2 separate regions of the Mus musculus genome follow, and region 1 is linked to region 2. Evidence: chromatin contacts called from public promoter capture Hi-C data. All regions are on one chromosome and are shown on one strand. The core of a region is the stretch at or near the end of the contact, and the rest is flanking DNA. Distances in the headings are between cores, read along the strand shown.

Region 1 (5,034 bases), core at 1,820-4,319, 8.7 Mb before region 2:
AGGAAGTGTATAAAGACTCAGGAAATAAACAACTCAGAAGACTCAAGTTATCCAGAAAGCTCCAAGGTTCCAGCTTTGCTGAGTTGCCATTCATGCTGGTGTGAGCTTTTGGTCATGCAGCTGCCTTGGAGTTACCCACGACCCTGTAGATAACTACACCAACTCAGAGTCTGGTGGCAGTAGTGCTTTGGTTTGTCATGGGTTCCCATATTGTGAGGAGAGTGTTAATTTTTCCAGGAATAATGTCAGACAAGCTCCTAATTTCAGTCTCCAAATAAAACAGGCTACATGACCAGGGTATGGTTTAGTATGGTACTAATATTCTGGGAGTTTAAATAACTAAGCAGTTTCATGTCAGTACTGCTCACCAGCAAGAATTGTTGGGAAAGTATTTTGCAAATTATAAAAAACAATGGAATTATTTTTACAAAACGGCCCATTAAATGACCATGTTGTAAACATGAGTCATGATTGATAAAATAAACAAAGTTGCTCATTACAATCTAAAATGAACCATGGAAATAAGGGAGACAGATTACAGCTACAAACCATGTTCTTTTGTATAAGGACCAGCATCAAGTTTAAATAGCTGCCAGTAAACATTGTATATGTAATTGCTGTCATTACTAAGCTATATAAGAAAACTTCACCCCCGAGTGTCCAGCAGTCTATAAAATGTAGTCCTCCCGCTACATCTGAATCACCTGGGAGCTAAATTCATAGTGAGGCAGAATGACCCTACTGTTTTAAGACACTCTTTAAAACATAATCTGAGGCAGGCTAAAGTTTGAGAGTCACTGTTCTAGAAAGATAAAATTATATTTGCTTGCTTTAGATATGCTTATGTGTATGACAGATGCAGGTAAGCAAACTTTCTCAACGCCTAAAACAGGAAAATATGATTATCAGTTTCCCATGTGTTATATTTATAAATAAGTTAAAAGATTTCTAAATATAAAATAAAAAATTTATACTTACCAAGGGCCTTTCCAGATGCAACTCTTGTCAAAAACTGACATATATACACAGTTTTCAATTGGTAAGCTGTAAGTCTGTGTAGTCCATGAATAATAGCTAAAAAAAAAAAAATTTAAAAACCTTTTATTAAAATATTATCACAAACTAGTACACCTACTGTGTAGACACAATACAGTGTTAAATATTAGTTTATAAACAGGAATGGTTATTCTTAGTTCTCGACTACATATAGATTTAACTAAAACCTAAAAATGGCTGGGTACATCTGAGAGTTATTTTTTGCTTACCTGGATCACCTGAAGTGGGAATTCTGCTTCTAATTGGGACTTTGGAGTGGGAGACAAATGTTTAATCCAGATCTTTTGAGGAGGAACAACTCACCTCCAATCTGGGCCTCGCCTTCTGGTGGAAGCCTTTATAGAGGACATGGAAGAGGGACGCTCTCCCTCTCCCCACTTACTCCCACTCTCAGGAGCAAGTCCATTCCTTCACTGACAGTGGAGTCGACTTTGGGATTCTGGCATATACTGGCGATATCAAGCATCATAGACCGAACATTACTGGATTCTTAAAAAGTTGTTACTCAAGAGAACCCTAATATAATACTCAACAAAAACTGATCATAAATTTAGAACTGTAGATTCGAATTAATTTTTTAAAAATCTTTAAAAAGTTGTAATATTACTGTTCTAACAAACCATAACTCAAATGTGAAACAGATACTCAAAATTGTTTTTACCAAGATTCACATCTAAATTATAAAATGTATCAAATCACTACTTTGCAATTTATACCATGAAGTTCTTTGTATTTTAGGAAGTAGTATACATATGTAAAGGTTTCCATTGAACTTGTTCAATTCATAATCAACTTTATAACATTTATTTCTTTTTTGTTTGGTTGGTTGGCTTTTCGGGACAGGGTTTCTCTGTATAGACCTGGCTGTCCTGGAACTCACTTTGTAGACCAGGCTGGCCTGGAACTCAGAAATCCGCCTGCCTCTGCCTCCCAAGTGCTGGGATTAAAGGCGTGTTTGAACAAACACAAAGATACACTTGGCAGTGAATATGTACACTGGTAAGCCAACCATATTCCTGGATGTCTCTCACCAACACACAGGCCAGAAGACAAACTTGGGTCTGAGTTTTCAGGCACTGTCAAACTTTTTAAACATTTAAACAAAAGATTCATTTATTTTTATTTTATGAATATGGGTATTTTACCTGCACGTCTGTCTGTGTAACATGTGTATACAGTGCCCGTTGAGGCCAAAAGACGGAAATTTGATCCCCTGGAGTTTAAAAATCCTTCCTCCCCAGGCCTTTGTTTTTGGCCTTCCACTGGCCTAAAGCTTGCCAAATTGGGTTGGGCCAGGGGTCAGTGAGCCCTAGTCACCGGTCTTCCCAGCGCTGTAAGTATATGTGTATGGCATAGGCTCTGGGGATCAAACGCAGGTTCCCTGGCTTGCAAGATAAGCATTGACAAGCTGTACTACCTCCCTTGGCAGCCGCATCCCGGCCCTTCTTAAATGTTTCTATATTCATCTGTTAGAGTTTGGCTCCAGAAGCAGCGGTAGCAACTGGGCTGGCTCCCTTTAAAACAAACAAACAAACATTCTGTCCAGGGGACGCGGAAGGCGTGGGGGCGGGAGCCAGGACTTCCAGCAAACAGGAAGCGGCCGGTTTCGCGCCGTCTCCCGCCTGGGATCCCGCCCCGGTGTGTGCGGGGCAAGCAGGTCTCGGCCGCGACGCAGCCTCCGGCCCGGGAGCCCGCACTCACCCTCGGCGCTGTCACGAGTACGACGAAAGTCCTCGGAGCGGCCGTCACGGAAGGCTCGGCACAGAGACAGGCAGAGGAAGTCGAGCATCCAGCCCGCAGCCACGGCCTCCACCTCAGCCACAAGCTCCGCGTTCTCCATCTCTCTCGGGGTCCCCAGCTGAAGCTGGCACTGGAGCAGCTCCGCGTCGTCTCCCACCTCCTCCTGCTCTGGAGAATCCGAATCTGTCCAGCCCTCACGGCTCGGCGCGTCCCGGGCCGCTGAGGAGACCGTCTCCGCCATGTTAAACCGAAAGCGCTCGCCGTGCCTCAGCTGGCGCCGTGCGCTGATTTGCTCGCGGTGGGCGTGGAAGTCAGCCAATCGCATCGCTAGGGTGGGCTAGTGGCTGGAGCTTGGCTTCCGATTGGCTGAGAACTGCTAAATTCCTTGTCGATCCGAGCCCAGGCGTTTTGGATAGTGTAGCTTCTGGATGATAGGCTAAGATACATTTTAAAAAATGCAATCTGCGCTGGAAACAGGGTAGTTAAAACCGAGAGGTTTTTGACTGCAGATTTTGACTGCATGGCACTGCGCGTCTATAATCCCAGCAGCACTCAGGAGGTGGAGACAGGAAGATTAGGAATTAGGGCCATCTTCAACTACAAAGTCTAGGCCAGCCTGGAGCACTTGAGCGTTATGGCAGCAGCAGCACCAGAAATTTTAACTTGTCGCCATAAACATGAGCATTTAACCCTGTTACACTGTAATCACACTGTCTTTCTACCCTATGTGTTCATTTTATTGAAATCCGGGGTTATTAAAGCTGAAATTGCTGGGCTCTGATTTTTCACTAAAGTTCTGCCTGGGGTGAGCGGGTAGGATGGTGCTGACCCTGGAATTCGCAAGTCTAGTCAGTTCCCCATGAATGCTGAGACTGTTAGTCCCAGGACCACATTTTGATCACTATTACTGTACAATGTTTGCATTGAATGAAAGTATAACAACGTAAAAACAGAATTCTAGGCCTTTAGGCCCAGGCTTGGGAATGTGGCCTTTGTAAAGGTATGCTAATCATAAAAGAGATAGCGACATTCCTCTACCCACCCGCTTCCTGGGTTCAAAGAGTGCTCATTCAAAGAAAGTCACCCTGGCCATTACCAGAACCTGCAATGCAAATGTGCTATTGTTAGGGGCTCTTAGAAGCTGTCTTGAGAGTTAACAATTACCAGGTATTCCTTGTGACTCTATTAACTTTACACTTCCTTGTGACTCTTAACTGGTATCTTTGGTATCTTCCAACAACGCCCTCCCCACTTCCTTGAGTTTCGGTTTCTTCCTTTAAATACCCCCTTACCCAGCTACTGGGGCGCCACGGTCCTCTACCCCTGCGTGGTGTATGACCATGGGCCCGAGAGCGCTCTTGAATAAAAAATCCTCTTGCAATTTGCAGCAAGACCCGTTTCTTGTGGGTGATTTTGGGGTGTCGCCTCTCCTGAGTCAGAACGTGGGGGAGCCCTCACATTGTGGGTCTTTCATGACCATGAGGGCATATTACCCCCAGGCTCTAGAGATGGTGTTGCAGTAAATATTATTTGGGGGTTCTACCCTGTGGGGAATTGCAGGTTGGTCTCCAGTTGAGCTGAGGTCTTAACCCCGATGGTCATAATGCACCTTCATGACACAGTAGGCGTTCCCTCATGCTCCTGGAACTCTGGCTCCTGCCTAAGTTACCGCCCCCCCCCCCACACACACACACACAGCCCCCACAAGAGAAGCATGTTCAGTAGTCACGTAGGCAATGGCCCTAGCTTTTGACCTTCAGGCTCAACTCCTCCCCAGTTACCTAACAACAGTAAAGAACATAAAAAGGGCTGTTACGCTCTTACTGCTTACTCTTGTCTCCCTCTTACCCCTCACTCTCACCATCTCTCCTCTCTTTGTCTTCTCTCCTCTCTCCTCTCTGTTTTCTCGTCTCGTCTCCTCTCCTCTCTCCCTCTTACTCTCTTTCTCTCTAGCCCGCCCCCCCCCCTCTCTCTTCTCTCTTTCTCCTGCATTTCTATAATAAAGCTCTTAAACCATAGAGAGTCTCTGCTCATCAAGGCTGCGTGCACTCTTGCAGGTGTTGGGAACCTCTTCCCTCATCCCTCTCTCCTATAACCCCGGGGCTTTAGCAAGGTAGCTCCGGGAATCCCAGGTAGGGCTGCCCCTGAGCTATGCCCTGAAGAGTGGGATAGAGGAATGTTCACCCAGGGATGAGTGGAAGGTAGTTAGCAGCCCTACCACACCTGACTGACCAGAGA
Region 2 (5,523 bases), core at 1,825-4,324:
AAGGACCATTGCTGGGTGATGGCTCAGAGCAGGCAGAGACTACAGTCACAGAAGGACTATTGCTGGGTGATGGCTCAGAGCAGGTAGTCACAGTCCTTCACAGCGCTTCACGTGTGACAGCTCTTCAACTGCAGTGAAATGAACTACACACTGAACAGAAGTGGGATTGTTGTACAAAGTTATTAATTATTCTAATTCTATTCCCACCAGGACAGAATAAAGGATACTTAATTAATAATTAGATATTATTCCAATATCTCAAAACTAAGAATTGTAACTCCATCTCCTTCTGCATCCATACATCTGATTCTAAGCAATCTTTTAAAAACTACTTTCTTTCTCCCTTTGCTTACTGACAGTCAATTCTCAATTTTCAGCCCCCTCTTCACTACTTTGGCTTCTTCCTGCAATCCCAACTTTGGAAGAACAACTCTGATGAAATCTAAAATGGCTGTTCTTAAAATTCCAAATGGAATGTTAGTACTCTCACATTTTGGTATGTAATAAACGTTGTGTTTTTTACACTGACCAAAGATAAACAAAGCCAAACAAAGCCCAAAAAAGGGAGAAATTAATAATGGTGGTGGTGGTGGTGATGATGATGATGATTTAAGCTGCAGATATAATTCCTTGTGCCTTTTATTTATAAAAAGAAAAAGGAAGAAACACAAGACCCCCAAACACTTGATTTGTCTCTAGCTACTCACATTAACAAGTCCCCAAAAGACTTTTCATGATAAACTAAAAAGCAAGCTTTCCCATCAGGCAAAGGACTGTTTTTAGCAGGAATCACGGAGAGCCTCAGACATGCCAGGAGCTCCAACTCCAGCCATTGCTTTTAATTTCTGAACACACTTAGCACATTCCCAACTCTTCCCACTTCTATAACTGAAAGTTAGTCTGTTGAAAATATTTTTCTGGGCTGAAATATTTTCGTGTGCACCAATATGAGACATCCAATACAGAGTAAGAGATAATGAATGGCAGATACTTAACACCTACCTTGTTATCCTGAGCAAACAAGAACTGCTCAAATCTTTAACTATACATGGGTTTCTCCTCAAATGCATAATTTGATCACACTTTATTTGAACTCACTACTGGTCATAGTTCCTTAAACTACAGTTAGTCACACCTGCCAGAAAATGAAAGTATTATATACTATAAGGCACAAACCCCAGTAACACATTTTTAATTCCCATGCAATAAGCAAAGTTTAATTTTGTCTACTTTGTATTCTTTTCAATTTACAGTGTTTCAGCTATTTTAATATGAAACCACCAGAAACCTCATCGAAAACGACACCAGGATAGTTTCCTACACTTATTTTCGATATTTTTGATAAGGCAGTTTCCATTCAGGAGGACAAGGCAGGGCCATAAATGCAGTTCAGGTACTCAGCCCACCCAGAAAAGCAGAGCAGGCGCTTAGTCAGGCACTCCAGGCCTGAGCTGACTGACCACAGAAGCAGGAAGACACTACTTAGGCTTTTATTTAAAAACAAAAAAGTACCAGCATATTGTTGACAAAAACAACGAAAATACCATAGATCTCTTCAAGTCTTTTAAGTTCGATTCCTAAATAAATGTGCACAATTGTGTCTATGATTTTAAGGACAGGCCTGTTTGGAATAAGACGGTTGCCTATGATTACTTTAGTAGACTGTTTCCCTTGGAAGCTAGCAAGATTAGCACAATAATGCGTGCAGAACCACTTTTCTTCCACTTTCAGACTTCTCCCTAGGGTTCACCTTGCAAAATATTTAATCCGTGGTGGGTTTTTTTTTTTTCTTATTTGAGTACAAAATTTCTAAATGGTGACTTTCTACGAGTTTCATCAAAAGTAGCCTCCTAGAGTTTAAAGAATTAAATGCTGCTATCTAACCATATGGTATTTAAACTTTATGACATAAAGAAAAAGTAAACTTTGTGTAATCTTTAGGCAGTCATTCCCTCTCATGTAAACTCTGAGGTCTAAGCAAAGACTAGCAACCTGTTTCATATGAAAGTATCGCATGTGGCCTTAGATACTGTGAAAGTCAATATATTAAGTTGCAAAATACTGGCACGTAGGCCAGGCACAACAGCTCCTGTTTGATCCTAGCACTCGGGAGGTGGAGGCAGAAGCTAAGAGTTCAAGGTCAGCTTCCACAGCACAGGGGGCTCTATCTCAGCTTGAGCTATAGAACTGCGTCGCAAATCACAAAACATACAATAAGCTTTTAACTGACTCGCTACTGAAAGTGTGAAGCCCATGCTAAACAGTAACATTTAACAATAAAGTATGTTTTTAAAAAAAAGAGTGGAGAGTTCCGTATACTACTGGCCCAAAAATCTATATTCTATATAGGACTTTAATTTTCGTCTATAAACACACTCCTCACTTGCACCGACAAAATCCTGAAAGGCTGGATGCATACATACACTTGGGATCGGGTTACTCTGAGTAGTGGGAGCGTAAATATTGGGGTTGAGGTCCAGGACAGAAAGAGGGCAGGAGTCTTGTGTCTTCATTGTTTGGCAGCTTTTTTTTTTTTTCTTACAGAGCACGCAGTACTTTAGCTCCATTTCTAAGAGCATTCCTCCTCCTCCTTCTGTACCCAAATTCTTCAGATTTGTAAACGCACAGCTGTGGTTTCACGATTTTAAAAGAACACGCATAAAAGCAATAAGCTGTAAAACACCTTGGCTCTGCAAAACAGCTCGCCCTGTCTCTCTCCATCCGTTCTCCCGGCTGGTGTCTAAAATGCCAAAGCAGCGGACGCGGACCGCACTTACCGAAGGCGCAGAAGACGCTCACACAGCGGCAGCGCCCGCTCAGTCCCTGAAGCCCCGTCCCAGCCCCCGCGTCACGAGCCTGCGTAGGCGGGAGCCCTCCAGGCCAAAGCAGCGGCGGACCGGCGGCGGGCGGAGCGCCGCAGAGACAGCCGACTGGCCCGGCACAGCGTCCGCCAGCGCCGACGCGGGAGGGCGGAGCCCGACCCGCAACCCGGGACCCGGGCAGCTGGACTGCCCTAGTCGCCACCGCCTCCTGGGAGCTGCGCGTGCGCGGGGCGCCCTCCGAAGAAAGATGCCAATCAACGGGGCCTGGGAACACCCCCACCCTCAGCTGGGTTGGACTCCGCCCTCTCGCTGAACGCCCTGCCCCTTAACCAAACAACGCGAGGCTTGCCCAAGCGGCTGGCAGCTCCCGCGGATGCCGCGAGAGCTGGGGCTCCTCCTATTCTGTCGCTGTTTTGTTTGTGTGCTGCGTAGCTCGGGAGCGCAGGGTCTGGTGACTCAGTCCGTCCCCAGCTCCGCCTCCGGTCGGCGTTTTGCCGACTGGATCTACGAGGCCACTTCATCTCCAGCCTCTCCGCGGGTCTCTGTATCGGGTGATGGGGAGGATGCCTGCAGACCCGGCGCGCACCCAATGACTGGCGGCGGTGCATGCGTCGCCCCCTGTGCAGGCGCAGCTGACGCCTTCTTGGTCCACGCCGAAGCCCCTGCCTGTGTCGGTGTCGGGAAGGAGTGCTTGTTGAGAAGTGGCGAGGGTCAGAAGCAAGGGGGAGCATCTACATCTGTAGTCCTCCGCAGTAAACATGTCGATTCCTACTTTGGGACTGTATTTTTTGTTTGTTTGTTTGTTTCCAGCACATAAAAAGACACTGCTTTCCCAATGCTGTAATTTGTAACCAAATGCACGTTCCAGATGTGGTGGCACTGGCTTGTAACCCCAGCACTTGGGATGCTCAAAGTCTGCCTGTACTACATACATATATCAAGTCCCTATCAGGAAAACAAAAGGTCTTGAGGCCTAGGTTGCTGTCACCTACAGTAACCTTGTGTAAAGTGTTTAAGAACAGAGTAGTAAAATGAGAGCTTCCAATCACTTGAAAACTGGAACAAAGTTAACTTATGCGATGGTCTGACTTTCAGCTCACCTTTATGTCTCAAGTACGAAGTTAGATTTGGTGGCCTTTTAGCCCTTAGACTGAGGCTGTGGGCCGGATTCCTTAGTCCTATCTTTGTGTCTCTCCTAGAACCAAAGCACCCCTGGACAGGATGGGATCACATAACAGTCTTTGGGGGTTCGGTTTCTGATACTCTAGGCAGAAATTTTAGCAGGTGAAAATATTTTATCGAGTGGATGTAACGGCTCAGGGTGGTAATCCCAAAAGCTCCGCAGGTGACAGCAGAGATCAGTAGTCCAAAGTTATCTGCAGATACTTCATTTGAGGTCAGCCTGGGTTATATGAGACTGTCTCAAAAAAAAAAAAAAAATATATATATATATATATACATCTTACCATAAACATAATAAATCACATGATAAATTAGGAAGGTTTGGGAGTTTTAACAGAATCTCCAGGCTGTCCTCAAATGTGAAATCCTCCGAGCCTCAGCCTTCTGAGAAATCACAGATGAGTTCCACTTCACCTGTTTTAAAATAACAGTGAGACACTAGAAAACATTTTGGTTTTCTTTTTCTTTCATTTCAGTCCCTATGGGAATTTTTTTTGTTTGTTTTGTTTTGGTTTGATTTTTTAAGACAGGGTTTCTCTGTATAGCCCTGGCTGTCTTGGAACTCACTTTGTAGACCAGGCTGGCCTCGAATTCAGAAATCTGCTTGCCTCTGCCTCCCAAGTGCTAGGATTAAAGGCGTGCACCACCACCGCCCGGCTGGGACTTTTTTTATGTAGGCCTTTTTTTCTATTGAATAAGAGCTAAACACAGCTTTATTTTTCTTCTCTTCACCTTCAAGGGCTGAGATTAGAGGTGTGCAAAAATGATGATGTTTAATAAGAGGGATGCTAAGTACTGTGTTTATAAAACAGGACCAGGGGTTTCTCTTCTACAGCAGCTAAACTGGAAAGAATCATGTAATAACTTCTGTGTATACACCTGGTACCTGCCACCTACCCATGTTTCTAATTATGCCCCACGTCTTGCCTTTGCACCTGTCATTTCTTATATATCCTCCCACAACTTCATAATCTGGGAAGGCTGGATACTGAGTACCAAACTGCTTCCAAATTTTAATGCTGTGCTACACCGATGATACTTGTCTTTGTTATATTGGTCAATTTTTAAGTTGTTTCATCATCCAGATTTATGTAAAGATTTTAGACTTTATATAGCCTGCAGGCAATTTGTTCTTGGCATTCTCCATCCACTGTTGGAGTAAGCCTGGTCCTGGGAACACTAGCAACACTTTTATTCTTCATACCAAGTGACTTCTACTTTATTACTAAGCAGAAAATAACACAGTATAGTACAGGCCTGGCACTCTGTTCATAAAACCACGCAGGCAGAATATCACAAATGTTCAGCCTAGTGGTCTTTCATCCCAGCACTAGAGAGATGAAAGTAACAGGACCAGAGTGCAAACAGTCAAGTGGGTCTCTATGAGTCCAAGGAGAGCCTGGGCTATATCAAGTTCCAGGACAGCTAAGATTATAGAAAGAGAACCTGTCTGAAAACAGGAAGGGAGGAAGGAAGGAGAGCACTACTATCTCTCCCAAATGACCTTGGTTCAATTCCC

Evidence for each region. Promoter capture Hi-C pulls out the DNA fragments that hold promoters and counts their contacts.
Region 1: a contact with region 2 is called in a promoter capture Hi-C map of frontonasal cranial neural crest. The contact joins the promoter of Terf1 here to the promoter of Pcmtd1 in region 2. A contact is called at or near these places in 1 of 39 promoter capture datasets (frontonasal cranial neural crest) and 1 of 484 Hi-C or Micro-C datasets (CD4 T cells).

Annotation. Positions count from the first base shown.
Region 1 is chr1:15,803,681-15,808,714 of GRCm38.p6, reverse strand. Terf1 (telomeric repeat binding factor 1) reads right to left here and starts at 3,069. Exons shown (of 10, transcript NM_009352.3): 1 at 2,758-3,069; 2 at 979-1,074. The coding sequence starts at 3,037.
Region 2 is chr1:7,086,471-7,091,993 of GRCm38.p6, reverse strand. It overlaps Pcmtd1 (protein-L-isoaspartate (D-aspartate) O-methyltransferase domain containing 1), which reads right to left and starts at 3,074. Exons shown (of 6, transcript NM_183028.3): 1 at 2,778-3,074.